2 separate regions of the Mustela erminea genome follow, and region 2 is linked to region 1. A link is a contact called in public Hi-C data. All regions are on one chromosome and are shown on one strand. The core of a region is the stretch at or near the end of the contact, and the rest is flanking DNA. Distances in the headings are between cores, read along the strand shown.

Region 1 (7,183 bases), core at 2,027-4,526:
ATACAGTATGTGGCCCTTTCAGACTGGCTTCTTTCACTTAGCAATATGCATTTAAGATTCTTCCATAGGCTTTTTTGGCTTGATAGCTCTTTTTTTTTTTTTTTTTCTTTCACGGAATAATATTCTATTGTCTGAATATATCACAGTTTATCCATTCACTTATCGCAAGACATCGTAGTTGCTTCCAACATTTTGCAATCATGAATGAAACTGCTGTAAATATCCACGCACAGGTTTTTGTGTGGACTTAATTTTTCAACTTATTTGGGTAAATACCTAGGACCTATGTTTAGCTTTGTAAAAAAAAAACCTGCCAAAATGTCTTTGAAGGTGGTTGTACCATTTTGCACTCCCATCAGCAATGAATGAGAGTGCCCATTGCCCTGCATCCTTGCCAGCATTTGGTGTTGTCAGTGTTCTGGAGTTCAGCTATTCTTTTTTTTTTTTTTTTTTGGAGTTTAGCTATTCTAGTATATGTGCTGCCGAAGCGAGCACTGGAGTTTAGCTATTCTAATAGGTGTGTAGTGGGTATACTCTTGGGGGGGAGCATACTCTTTTTTATTATATTTAAAACAATTAAAAATATGTTGTATACACACACACAACAGTCTCTCTGTGTATATAGTTGTATTCCGTTTAAATACATACATGGAATAAAAAGTTATTAAAAGGAGGACAAGAAATGGTGCAGATTGGTGATTATTTTCACCCCATGAGAGAAGATCCAAGAGGATCACTGCGTGTGGGGGTGAGGAAGGCAAACCACACGTTTGGTTGTAAATTGTTGTCACTTTTTTTTTAGGGTGGAGAGTTCACAGCTATTATTACACTGAAAGCAACTAAATTAATAAAGGTGGGTTGTGTGTCGTTGGCTGAAAAATGGCCTAGCAAAGTTGCCTAAATCCTAATCCTCAGAATCAGTAAATGTGTTTCAGGGGGGAAAACGGACTTTGCTGATGTGATTAAAGGTGTTGAGTTGGGGAGATTATCCCGGGCCCAGTGTAATCACAAAGGGTCCTTGCAGGTGAGAGAGGGAGGGAGGAAGATCAGTCAGAAAGAGATGTCAGGATAGAAGCAGAGGTCAGGGAGGAAAGCAGTTGCTATGCTGTTTCTGAAGACGGTGGATAAGGCCTAAATATAAGGAATGCTGGCAGCCTCTAAAAGCTGGAAAAGGCAAGGAACCCATTCCTTCCCTAGACTTCAGGAAGAACCAGCCCTGCCAATACCTTAATGTTAGGCTCGTGAAACCGATTTTGGACTTCTGACCTCCAGAATTCTAAGATAATAATTCCTATTATTTTAAGGATCTAAGTTTGTCACAGCAGTAATAGGAAACTAATACAATGGGGCAGGCATGGATCAAGGATTAGGTGGATTATGATAAATCCAGTTCTACACCTAGGTCCAATAAAAGCAAAAAACCCCAAACAAAAAATCCTTCACAACACAGTTCTTTAAGCCCACCTCTCTCAGCTCTCAAGACCCCTACACCATGACTTCCCCTCTTCTCCCTCCCCAAATAACTATATACTTTAACCCTGGATCCTGGTCCCTGCGCGCTTTGCTATTCCCACTGACTAAGTTAGGAGTTCAACTTCCTTGCCATCGAGTCTATGAAGCTTTCCAGGTTCAAATCCCCCTCAACCTCAGTAATTGTTGGCAAAGCCAACTCTTAAGGCGCTGTTTAACTGGGACCTTAGGTTGGGCAACAAGCTAAGAAATCTTTATCACCACCTTTCACTAGGAACGGGTACAAATTCAGTAACATTCTCCTACAGGTGGTGGGGAGAGGGGACATAAGCGTGCCGTGAACGGTTGTGGGAAAACAAAAACATACCACAGGGGGCACCTGGGTGGCTCAGTGGGTTAAAGCCTCTGCCTTCGGCTCAGGTCACGATCCCAGTGTCCTAGAATCGAGCCCCACATCGGGCTCTCTGCTCAGCAGGGAGCCTGCTTTCCCCCTCTCTCTGCCTGCCTCTCTGCCTACTTGTGACCTCTCTCTCTGTGTCAAATAAATTAAATCTTTAAAAAAACAAAAAAACATTCTACAGGCCTACAGCAGTTTGAAAATGGCTCCCTCCTCTCAAGCAAGACTTCATCTCCCGTCTACATGATGGGTATCTGCAAACACAACCTTAAGTCTGTGCACGTCTCTGCCCAAAGATTTTTTTTTTTTCCACTCCAAAAATTAAGTAAGGGGGTTGAGGGCATTATCACTGCACCTTACACGGACTCGATGAGTCATTTTAACGGATAAGTAGAGCGCTCTACTTACCACCTTATCCGACGAGATGACGGATGGGGGAACCTTTGAAACTTATAAAGCAATCTACGAACAGCCTGCCTAGGCCAGGAATACCTATTGCGGGAAAACACGCCCCAAAGACACGGCCGGACCTTAGGAAGCCCGAGGGGACCCAGAGAGCGCAGTTCCCAGCTCAGCCCCGACCCGACGTCCACCACAGCCCCTCCAGCACGTCGCGCGGGTCGGCGGTTGATGACCACGGGTCGGCTGTTTTGATGAACAGAGGACGGCTAGAAAGGCCGGCAGGCTCGGACACCACGCGGAGCCAAAGCACGAATCCAGACGCAGTTAAAGAAACCGCTCTCAGGCTGGACGAAGGCGGAGCCGTAGCACAAGCTGCGCCCACTGAAGAGCCCTAAAATGCTCGTAGCAGGGCTAGGACAGCCCCCAGCGCGAGGCACTCTGGGATTTGTAGTTTACTTCCCCGCAAGCGTTTTTTTTCCCATTCCCGTCTCCCCGCCTTAACGTCGCTTTTATTGTCTCCCTCTTCTTCTAGCACGCCGACTTCCTGGTCGCCGCACGTCCTCACGTATGACTACACTACCCAGAAGTCTCTTCTTCGCGACCCAGCGCGCCGCGGGCACCGGCCTTCTCCTCTGGACTACAGTTCCCAGAAATCCTCTGGAGAAGTGTTTCCCTCTCTCATTTCCAGGACCACAATTCCCAGAACCTTCAGCTGCACGGCGGTTCCCTTTTCACTCGATCTCTTCTTGAGCTGGCTGGGCTTCAGCCGGCCAGCAGGCACTCAGCGAAGACGTGATTCGTCGGGACTGGGCACAGGGTTTCCTTAGCGGCCTGTTTTTCCCCCCACTCAGTTATTCCCTTTACAGGCCGTCGCGGCTGGCCTGAGCGGTGACCTGGCGGGCCGCGCCTGCGCTCTGCCCCGTTTCCTGCCTGGCTGGTGGCGGTGGCCATTTTGTTCATCCTCCTCCTCCTCCTGCTCCTCCTGGTTGGAGCGCAGTGTCCGGAGCGGGCTGGGGGGAGAGAGCCCGAGAGCAGGGTTCGGTGGCTTTTCCTCTGTCCCCAGCCAGTGCCCGGAGCCCCCCTCCCCTTCCTCCCCACCCCCTCCCCTCCCCAGCCCTGCCCTCCCCCTTGTCCCGGGATCGCTCCGTCGCACCCACCATGATGGAAGACGACGGGCAGCCCCGGACTCTGTGAGTACCCGAGACGGGGGTTGCCAGGCGCCGAGAGGCCCGGGCACCGCGGGACGCTGAGGGAGGGAGCAGGAGAGTGGGGCCGAAGCTGGGACTTACGGCGGCTCCCTGGCCGGGGTGGCGCGGACGCGAAGTGCATTCCTCTTCTGTCCCCTTTTCCTTGGGAAGGAAGCCCTCCCTTCCCCCAGTCACTTCCTGGGGTCTGGGGTTGGTTTCGACCTCTTCCTCTCGCGCCCTTCTTTGCACACCTCTCCTAGGCCGGGTTTCTGCACGGCTGTGGCTGTCAGGCCCGGGAGAGCTCCTGCTCCCCCTCTGCTGTGGGGGCCCTGGACTGGGCCGGGAGCTGCCGGTCCCCACGGGGGCAGGGCCTGGGTGGGGGTGGGACCGGGGGTGGGACCGCAGCCTCGTGCCCCGCGGGCCCCGAGGAATTAGCGCTCTCGCCCTGCACGTCCCCCAGCTCCATCGCTCCCGGCTCTTCTCCCAAGCTAAGCTCTCCGAGGAAACTGGACACTCTGACTCCACTCAACCCCCTTCTCTCTTTCTGCCCCACGTGCCCCCGCCCACGCTGTCAGAGATACTCGCCAAGCGCCCGCTACTTTTGAAGTGCAAAAGGGATGCCTCTTGCCGCGGGAGCATCTTTCCCTTCTTGGAAGTTTACTTTGAGCACTACCTACGCTAAACTGACAACCAGTTGTTAAACTGCTTTTGCTCTTTTGGTGTTACCTCCTCCTAATCTGTGTGCGCTTTGAGACCTTCAGAATTGGATCAAGTGATGTCTAGCCACTATTCGATGTGTGTCTTCTGAGCGCCTTTTCTTTTATCTTGCTGTTTTTTTGTTTTGTTTTGTTTTTACCTGAAGCCTGATCTAATGAATGAATTTCATCTTCCAACCGCTTATTCGAGTTTTCCTTTCTTTTCTAATGAAGAGTGATGACTCAGCATTTGCATTCCTTTCCGGATAGTGTGGCACTCCTTTCTTTTTCCTGCATTTAAAAAAAAAAAATCGGAGTAATTGCTAATCAAATGTTGGCTACCTTCGGTTTTCCTAGCCTCTGGAAGCTCAGCGCACCTACCTCCAGTACCAGGAGTCAGATCACTGCTTTGTTTTCTCTTGCCTCTGCCTGATATTGATATGATCATAGTCCACTTGGCTCTGCTCTCTGTTGGGGAAATTACTTTGGGGGAATAGATGAAGGTGGGTGGATACTCAGGAAGTTTGACTAGGTTCTCATCTCTTCTGCCAAAGAAAGTCCATTGGGTAAAGAAGATAGATACCTATTTACAATGGTTTGGCTTTTTTGTTTCATTTGGGGGGGGGTTGGGGTGGGCTTGCACTCTTTTATTCCTATTTTTCTGAACTAAAGTAATTGCCATCCTGTTTTGAGAATTTGAGGCGAATTTAAGCACATAAAATGCTTCAGTGAAAAGTCTGTTCCGGAGAACATTTATGTTTTTATTTTGTGCTGTCTCCCATTGCTTACTTTTTTCCCCAGAAAAGAGAGAATTGGGATAATTTGAAATTTGCCCTTTAAGATCTGTTGAAGCCAAGGCTGGGTAGTTAGCCACATGTGCTTTGATGAAAGCATCTGGGAAAGTTGAATTTAGTGCTAGCTAGTGTATATTAAACAAAAGTTACATTGTATCGAAACACCTGAAATGTCATCATTGCATCATAATAGCTACTGAATAATTGGTAAATTCTCATGGTACCTTTCTCATTAACTGTATCTGTCTGTTCCTTAAGAAGAGAAATTCCTGGTTTTGTCGGGCTGAATAATATGCCATTTCACTACCTTTAATTCCTATAACTATCTTTGCATTTGCTTTATCTTCATCTCCATCAGATCTTGGACCCTTCTTAAGTAGACTAATGAGCTAACTTTGTTGCTTATTTCTTAACCTCTCCTTTCTCCAATCTCCTGTTCTTTCTCTGAAACACACTTGAGTCGTCTATGTTTACAGTTGTCTAAGATTATGTGACGTGCATACATGTGAGTAAAGAAACATCTTGAGCTTAGTTGTACCTGTATGTCAGTACATTTTTACTATTCTGTCTTCCTTTTTCCTTCTCCCACTCTTCTCTATGGGAAGGGTTTTTTTTTAGACAAGGACTGCTACATCTTCCTAGGTCTTAACCCTGCAGCACTTAGTTCACTGCCTGGAACACAAGAGGTACTCAAATATTTTACAATGATTATACTTCTTTTCATTGAATTAATATTAAGTTTGGTTTTTTTTTTTTAAAGTCCTGATTAATGTAAAATTATGAACTGACATGACCGTGTCATACATGGTGTGGTCTGTTGATTTGTATATATATTTTTTAAAACCTTCAAATGTGGAATTTTGAGATAAAAGCAAATGTTTCAGAATTGGGATTTCTTGGTCAGATTTTAATAAAAATAATGCACAGTATAGTTTTTTCTAAGCTTTCATTTTACCTAATTCCCCTCAAAGGGTTCTCTTAGGTGTAAGTAACATAACAAAAACTTTGAACGTGAACTTTAGAGGTTGACATCTAATAGGGTTTTATTTTGTTGGTTTATGGAGATCCTTTTATTTTACATTGTGATCTGTGGGTTAGGTTTTCACGTGGCCAGTATATTTTAAAAGAATGTACTCTTAACAAAGCTTATCTTAAACTGTTTCCTTAAAATGCCTGTGTGTTACTAGTGAGGTTTTTTTCCTGCAGACACACACAAGCTAAGACATATGGTTCTATCATCAGAAAACAATATGGTGTTTATAGCCTAGGTAGGTCTTTAAATATTCATTACCTACAGTATTACTAATTTATTTGATGGTATTTAAAGTGGTATAGAATTGCTTTGATGTTGAGCCTAAAGTTTATTTATCCTTTAAAGGTCTGTTTTCTGATGTTTTCTGTTCTTATTTGACATTTATTTTGGGGTAATATGTATTTCATAACTTGTGATCTAAAAAAACAAACGAGATCATGCTGTGTAATCTGGTGTTGGAAATAAACTGCCTGACACCGACCTTGTGGGACCCACATTTCGGACTTGTGGGTAGCTTTTCAGTGCACAGATTTGATGCATGGTATATCTGAATCTATAACACAACATTAAATTACAGTGGTGTTCTATTGTAGTTTAATTAACTTCATTTATCTCATGCCTCAAAATGAGTAGGAATTGTGGATCTGGGATTACACCATGGTATGCAGTGCCATCCTTTAAGGCTGTTCTTTCTTTCTGATAGAGGCTGTCAAAAGGAAGAAATAAAGCAGTGATTTAGAATATAATCTGAACATCTGAGGGCAGTAACAGAAGAAACTATTAGATCCTGTTATAAAATTGATGAGCTATATGATGGATTTTGCTGTATTATGGCTGTAATTAAGCACCTCGGCCAACTTAATCATATTCTGTTTCTTTAAAATGTGTGTGTCTATATCCCTTATGTAGGTGGTCAGTTCACTTGTACTCACCCTGTATCTTTCCTCTACCTTGCCTCCTTCCTAAAATGAAATACTGACAAATTGATCAGTTCATTAGAGGCCCATTGAAGGATATTGTTACAAAATCTCTTCTAACATAGGAGCTTGTCAAGAACAAAAGTAAAAATGTTACTTTCATGGAAATTTAGCTATAGTGTCTTGTGTAAAAGTGCATGAATTAATTTCAACCTTGATAGGGCTACTCTTTTCAGAGTGAGAGCACATTCAGTGTTGAAAAAGCTTGGTTAGCCTTCTGAAAGGCAT
Region 2 (7,183 bases), core at 3,508-6,007, 250 kb before region 1:
AGACCCAAACTTCATAATGTAAATAAAAGAAATTATTGGAGTAATCAATTTTTAGTTCCTGTAATTGAATGGTTTGATTAAATAGAATAATTAAAAACTGAGAAGCTGGCAGTCTGTTCATAACTGCTTCAACCCTCACATGTCCCCAGATGACACTTATTATTGATCTCTTACACTAAAATCTGGGAATACTGACATGTAGTTAACTCATTAAAATCAAGAACTACTTCCAAACACTGATAATATAAACCAATATAAGAGCCATTTGACGAGCTACCTTTTTTTTTTTTAAAGATTTTTATTTATTTGACAGAGAGAGATCACAAGTAGGCAGAGAGGCAGGCAGAGAGAGAGGAAGGGAAGCAGGCTCCCTGCTGAGCAGAGAGCCCGATGCGGGGCTCGATCCCAGGACCCTGAGATCATGACCTGAGCCGAAGGCAGCAGCTTAACCCACTGAGCCACCCAGGCGCCCGACGAGCTACCTTTGAAAGAATGTTTCCTTCAAAGCATGTAGCTTACGGGGCGCCTGGGTGGTTCAGCCTGGGTGGCTCAGTGGGTTAAGCCGCTGCCTTCGGCTCAGGTCATGATCTCAGGGTCCTGGGATCGAGTCCCGCATCGGGCTCTCTGCTCAGCAGGGAGCCTGCTTCCCTTCCTCTCTCTCTGCCTGCCTCTCTCCCTACTTGTGATCTCTGTCTATCAAATAAATAAATAAAATCTTTAAAAAAAAGCATGTAGCTTACAAAGAAGGGCCTCTGAAAATAATCTGTCATCACGTTGATTATTAGAAGTGCAGTGTTTTAAAAGACATAGGCTAAGATGACACACAGATTAAAAAAATCAGAGTGAATAGCTAGGATTTAAAAACACGTCTCCTACCGGTGGCAAAGATCCTCCAGGCATCTGGTACATCTGCATGGGGGGCCCCGGGGCTGGAGGATGGGCGGGATGGGCCGGGGTCTGGCACTGCTGCAGCTGCGGTGGTGTGATGTAAGGATTGGCCCTGCTGCTCACAGGGGTATGACGATACGGATTGTGTCCTTGTTGGGGTGCTCCTTGCGGTGGGCTCCCAAAACTGGAAGGAGGGAGACTACCCGGCTGAGAAGGCAGGTAAGCATTCATTCCCATCTGTGAAGATGGGGCACCATACTGAGCCTGCGAAATGGGCGGTGAACACGCATTCAACCCATCTTGGGGTCCAGTTGTAAAAGGCAGAGCAGCGGGGGACTTGGAGAATGCGGAGTGCCCAGCTGACGTTGCCACAGTCGTTAACGGGGACTGTCCAATATTCCCAAAAGGATCACTACTGCTTGATACCTGAGAGAAGTAACTAAATGTCTGTGGGGTAGACGTGTGAGCAGAAGTCTGCCCGAGGAAGCTGTCCTCCTCACCGACATCCGTGGAATCCTCTGAAAGGGAACGGGAGAGCAAACAGTTTAAAGGTTCATCTATGGCTCTGCAGAGAGGACCCAACACGGCAGATCTGGCAACTGTACCTCATTTTATTGTTCTATTTCTGCATTACAGAAAAAAAAAAAAAAGATGAAAACCTTTTATTTCTTTGAAACGAAAAACTGGAAAATACGAATGAGAAACAAGAAAAAGAGGGAAAAATTAGATTTCATTCATAAGCCAATCTCTCAGAGATAATCACTTTGGTACATGACCTTTTACATTTTTTGAATAAATATAGTTGGGGCACCTGGGTGGCTCAGTGGGTTAAGCCTCTGCCTTCAGTTCAGGTCATGATCCCAGGGTCCTGGGATCGAGCCCCGCATCGGGCTTTCTGCTCTGCAGGGAGCCTGCCTCCTCCTCTCTCTGCCTGCCTCTCTGCCTACTTGTGATCTCTGTCTGTCAAATAAATAAATAAAATCTTAAAAAAAAAAAAAAAAAGAAGGATCATGCCAATGAATTTCACAACTCTGGTGATCACTTGAATAAATATAGTTAAGTATTTATTTTGTAAATATACATAGATCACACCTATTTGTCTAAGGATGTTTTCAAGAAGGGAAATGAAATTTGTATCTACAATTTTTATATCTCATTTTTTCCTGGTAAAAAAATAATTCGAATATTATTCTACTACCAAATTACACATAATTTTATTTCTACAGTAATAAGAAACTTAAGTGCAGATATGACTGTGTTGACAAGAAGGGTGTGTTTCAGGACTCCTACCTACTACAAAGCACTCATTGTACAAATGAACATGTGGTATTTGTATTCCCAAGGCAAAGTAGGTCAACCATTTATTGCCATCCCTAAAATCACACAGTATCACATCCAGATAACTAGCCTTTAGAGAATGTCAAATCGTGAGAAAAGTCATTTTCTAACCAAAGGAAGTTCTCTTCACTTGCCTTTGCCAAAAATGATTTTCACTGCAGGTATTGTCAACCCCAAATTATCTTCTCTTCTGCCACCAAGCTGTAAAATAAAAGCCTGTTCCCTGGGACGCCTGGAGGGCTCAGTCAGCAAAGTGTCGCCTTCAGCTCAGGTCATGATCCAGGGGTCCTGGGATCCAGTCCCTCACTGGGCTCCCTGCTTCTTCCTCTCCCTCTGCCTGCTGCTCCCCCTGCTTGTGGGCGTGTGTGTGCATGTATGTGTCTGTGTGTGTGCGCACACACACTCTCTCTCCTCTCTCTCTCTCTGACAAATAAATAAAACCTTAAAAAGAAAAAGAAAAAAGCATGTTTCCTCTACACAACCTAAAAAGTCCAGCCTCCTCTTCCTTACTAAGCTTTTATACGCCCTTACCTTAGCTTGTAGAGACTTTCCTCTCCCTCATCTTTCCTCCTCCAGTCACATTCCCTCTTATCTCCTGCTGCTGGAGGCACGGAGCCCAACACAGGACCCACACCCAGCACACAGCACACTGTGATCCTTGCTCCCGAGTGGCCTTTCAAGCTCCAGGATCCTTCTCGACCTCTGCTGAAGGAGGACACTTGGCTCACAGAGATTCTGGCTTGAGCTTCTAGGTTGCTCCCATTATATTTCTCACACATCAATTTAACTAAGATACTCCACTATTTAAAATACTCCTCTCAGTTGTTTCTTTGTAACTAAAAATAAAATACCACCTCCTGCACAAAGCCCTTTGTCTGCTGGTTCTATTCTCATTTTCAGATATATTTCCAGCTCCCACTCTCTCTTTTCAACTCTCTGGACCTCACTTGTCTGTATTTCTCAGTTTATCTCTCAACAACTAAAAACATGGAGTGGCGAAAACCTCTGTAGTATCCTTCTTCCTTTAAGACAAATTGGGATCAACCTGATCTAAGGAACTTTTTTCTGATTAGCATCCATTGTAAATGAAATGCTGATCTCAATGTGCTGCCAGCTCACCTCAGGGGCACTTTCTAATTACACGTGGACACATTTGGTAAAGACACCCACAACTTTAATGGGCACTTTTTCACTTGTGACACTCCCAACTCTGTCTCAAACCGATACTGTTCTCAGGTGTTCCAGAACCTATTACCCAACTGCTTCCTCGACACTTCTGGCAGCTCAACCACATACACCTCGAACTTAGTAAGCCTAGAAATGAATTTGTCACCTTAACCGTCTCCCTTCTTGCGCTTTTACTCCACTCTACATCTCAACAGATGTTTGTCAACAACCAGACACTAAAATCAAAACATCTCCTAGACTCCTCCCCTCCCATCATTTCTCAATTCCTTCATTTAATCATTCAGATACTCATTCAAGAAACATCTACACAGTATCCGGAGGCAGATACGTTGATTTCACAAACACTTACATAACGCTAGGTGCCAGACACTACACTCGGCACCTTACAAAAATCAATTCACTTCTCCTGACAGCTTTAGGAGGCTGTACAGATAAGGAAAGTGAAGCACAGAGAGGTAAAGTAACATGCCTGAGGTCACACAGCAAGTTACCGGCAGAGCCTGGGATGGACAACAGTCTGTGCTCCCAAATACCATACTCTGTGTGATGCCACACAATCATTAAACAGCAATACCCCTAGACAATAATAAAGAAGTGAAAGAGTTAGGGTGAACATAGGAATGGGGGACAAGAAGGAGGAAAAGCTCCTCAGACAACGGGAAGCACTGTCTTGAAAGATGAGTACTGCATTCTGCACCTCTACTTTGCAAATATTACAAGTCTATCCCAGGAAAGGGAAGCTGTCCATCCAGGACATTCCCTACTGCATCCTAGTTGAGAAGCACTAACTTCTCTGCATTCCCTAGCACACCAGTAGGTGTTCAACAAAAATCTGGGTAATGTCAGTGCCAGCGTGGAGCGGCCAGCCTTCGGGACAGAGGGCTCCTTGGACGAAGAGCAAGCCTCCTGATCTAGCCCCCGCTTGGGGTATCTCAAAGCCCCCGAGCCACTCAAACCTGGTCGCTTTTGGCCCTGGAAAGCTACCCGGAGTCGGGTACACACGAAGCAAAACCTCCCACCCGGCCCTCGTCGCCCCACGCCCCCCGCCCGCCTCCCCACACACACTCGTCCCACCGGATTCCCCTCTCCCTACTACCTCCGGGCAGGAGCAAGGAGGCCGAGGCAGCGGCGGCTTGGGTGACTGGGATGAAGGGCACGTTGAAGCTGAATTCCGTGGCCGAGGAGGAAAAAAGTAAGTTAGTGCCCGATGAGGAGGTGCTGGCGGGACCGCCGCCTCCGTTAGGTTTCCTCTCGGCCATGGCTGCCGCCCACCGTCCGTTACACGTCTCCTGGAAGCCGGTGTACTACCACCGGCCGGAAACCGGTCACACTCGGGGCCAACACACTTCCGCACTTGCGCACAAGGCCCGGAACTCCGGGACGCTGATCAGCCTCCTTCCCTTCCTCTGGAAAGCGCCGCCAGAAAGCAACATGGCGGCGCTAGCTTCAAACCCGAGTCCTAGCACGTAATACTCCCCGGTACTGCCGGGGCTGAGGCTGGGGCTGGAGCGTGGGAGTAGCGGCGCTGCTAGTTCTGAATTTAGGCGCGAGCTGATGCTGAGGGTCACGGGTTGCGGGGGGCACTCTGGGCTTCCTAAAAGTACGGTCGGGCGAGTGGAACTGGTAAAGATTTCGAAGGAACGGCAGAAGGCTGCAGGAGCAGACAGCGGAGTGCTACCCGCATTGGGAGGGAAGAAGGGGGGTGTGAGCCATTTGTAGCCAAAGCCGAGCCCAGTTCACCCACGCTCATACTCACATCCAGCCCGCCCACATGTCTTTCTGGACTGAACTGAACTCTTTCTGTTGGCCCAGAAATAGAAATGGCAAAAACTTTGGAAGTTTTTAAGCCGTGTTTAAAAGAGGATCCAGAGAATTGAAATTTAGAGGTGCTACTTTTTTAAAATAGCTTTCTATATCTGTCTGCAGTAATCAGATTAGCTGAATCCCAAAATGCACTGGGGGTGATTTGATGTAATTGTCATCTTTCATGTATTTGGAGATTATGAAACAAAAAGTAACAGAAAAGTAGCTTTTTGAAGAGTGGGAGAGGAAGACAGACCCCGAAAGAGGCTTCGAAATAATGAAACTCCTCCCCACAGCTGTTCACATGCCTGTATAGAACCTATTTAGTTAATTCAGTAACTATTTAGTGTGCTTACTGTCAGAGATAAACAAAGCCAGACACTGGCTAAAGCAGTAAGAATAGATTTTACTCAGTAACAGCAATTACAACAGGAAAGAGGGTACATCGTGAATTGAACTGAACTTCCCCCAAAATAAAAGACTGGAGACTTTTTAAAGTCTGGGTGCTACTGGGAAAGCCTTGAGAGGTGCCAAGGGGTGTTGGTCCATGGGACTGGGCCACTTGGGCTTGTTAATTGGCGTGTACCTGGAGGAGAAACAAACTTCTCATCTCTTTATGACAGCCAGTTACACAAGTTAAGGCAATACACCACCAGGCAGGGAGGAGATGGGCCTTGAGAAGACAGTTCTGTGTGGCTGATTTGCATCTCAAAATTATAAGGAATTGATAATTGCAAGTTTTCTAAAATAACTATGCTGAAAGGGAGCTCAGGGGCCTATATGCCTATCACCAAGTTTGGGCTGGAACAAACAGTAAAATACCCTAGCAGTGTTGGGCTTTCTCAGGGCAGGCATTTTAAGGAGGATTGGGGTCAGTCTAGGGACATGACCTTAAACTGCTAGAAGGTTGCTAAATTTGGTCAAGGAGAGTATCTTTGTCATTCCTATGGGGTAGGAAAGAGTATACTAAACATTGAGAGTACAGTGGTGTATAAGATAGATACAAGACCCTCCCTTCTTAGACCGTATACTTTGGCTGGGAGACAGAAAACTAAACACACACTGACAGTAAACTATAGTGTGATGAAAGTTGTAATATAGAAATTCCCAGTGTGTCATGTGGGATATGGATACCATCAGGGGAGGGAGGCCTAACCCTTCTGTGGAGAAAGATAGCAAATATTTAGACCAATCAGACCATCAATAAGGACCTGCATAGTGTTGAGTGACAAGAAAACCTTCTTTGAAGAAAAATTAAAGTCAGAATCTGGAAGACAATGAGGAGAAGCTAACTGGAAAATTTGGTGGGGAGGTTTCGGAGGACGTGGTAAGAGGTCATTTCAGTAAAGTCGCAGTAGGTAGGGGTACCCTGAGACACCATGTTTGGGTGTGAAGAGACACACGTGTTAGAGTCTGGCTGGAGCCCAATGACCAACTGGGAGAAAGTGGGGCGATGAGAATGAAAAATTCGGCGAGGCCAGATGATGCGGGGTCTTACAAGTTAAGAGCAAAAGGGAATTGAAAAAGGGTTGAAAGGAGGGCGGGGAGATAACATTTGCTCTGCGGAGGGTCCGCTCTGACTCGTGGGCAGCAACATAGAGGAGGAAGGAGCAAACTGCGAGTAGGAAGAGCAGCAAGCAAGCTGCGCCACTGGCCCAGGCAAGCAGTGGCGGAGGCTCAGATTAGACCGCGGCAGCAGGAAGAACAGAAATAGGAGTTACTTCTGGGGAAAGACGTCAGATTGAACCGAAGTGTCATTTTCTTCCTCCCGAAGGCCTACTGAAAACACAAATAGGTGGGGGCTCCTGGATGGCTCGGTCTGTTAAACCTCTGCCTTCAACTCGGGTCATGACGTTGGGGTCCCGGAATCAAACTCCTCCGCTTTGGGCTCCCTGCTCAGTGGGGTGTCTGCTTCTCCCTCTGCCCCTCCCCACTGCTTGTGCTAGCTCTCTTGTGCTCTCCCGCT

What was found. A called contact is a pair of places that touch in the nucleus more often than the background predicts.
Region 2: a Hi-C map of skeletal muscle shows a contact between it and region 1, with 9 times the contacts expected there. The contact joins the promoter of SEC23IP here to the promoter of TIAL1 in region 1. A contact is called at or near these places in 2 of 3 Hi-C or Micro-C datasets (skeletal muscle and spleen).

The regions. Positions count from the first base shown.
Region 1 is chr14:80,771,976-80,779,158 of mMusErm1.Pri, reverse strand. It overlaps TIAL1 (nucleolysin TIAR), which reads left to right and starts at 3,276. Exons shown (of 13, transcript XM_032312313.1): 1 at 3,276-3,459; 2 at 6,152-6,213.
Region 2 is chr14:81,020,079-81,027,261 of mMusErm1.Pri, reverse strand. It overlaps SEC23IP (SEC23-interacting protein), which reads right to left and starts at 4,757. Exons shown (of 20, transcript XM_032312556.1): 1 at 4,511-4,757; 2 at 1,315-1,406; 3 at 877-1,152. The coding sequence starts at 4,673.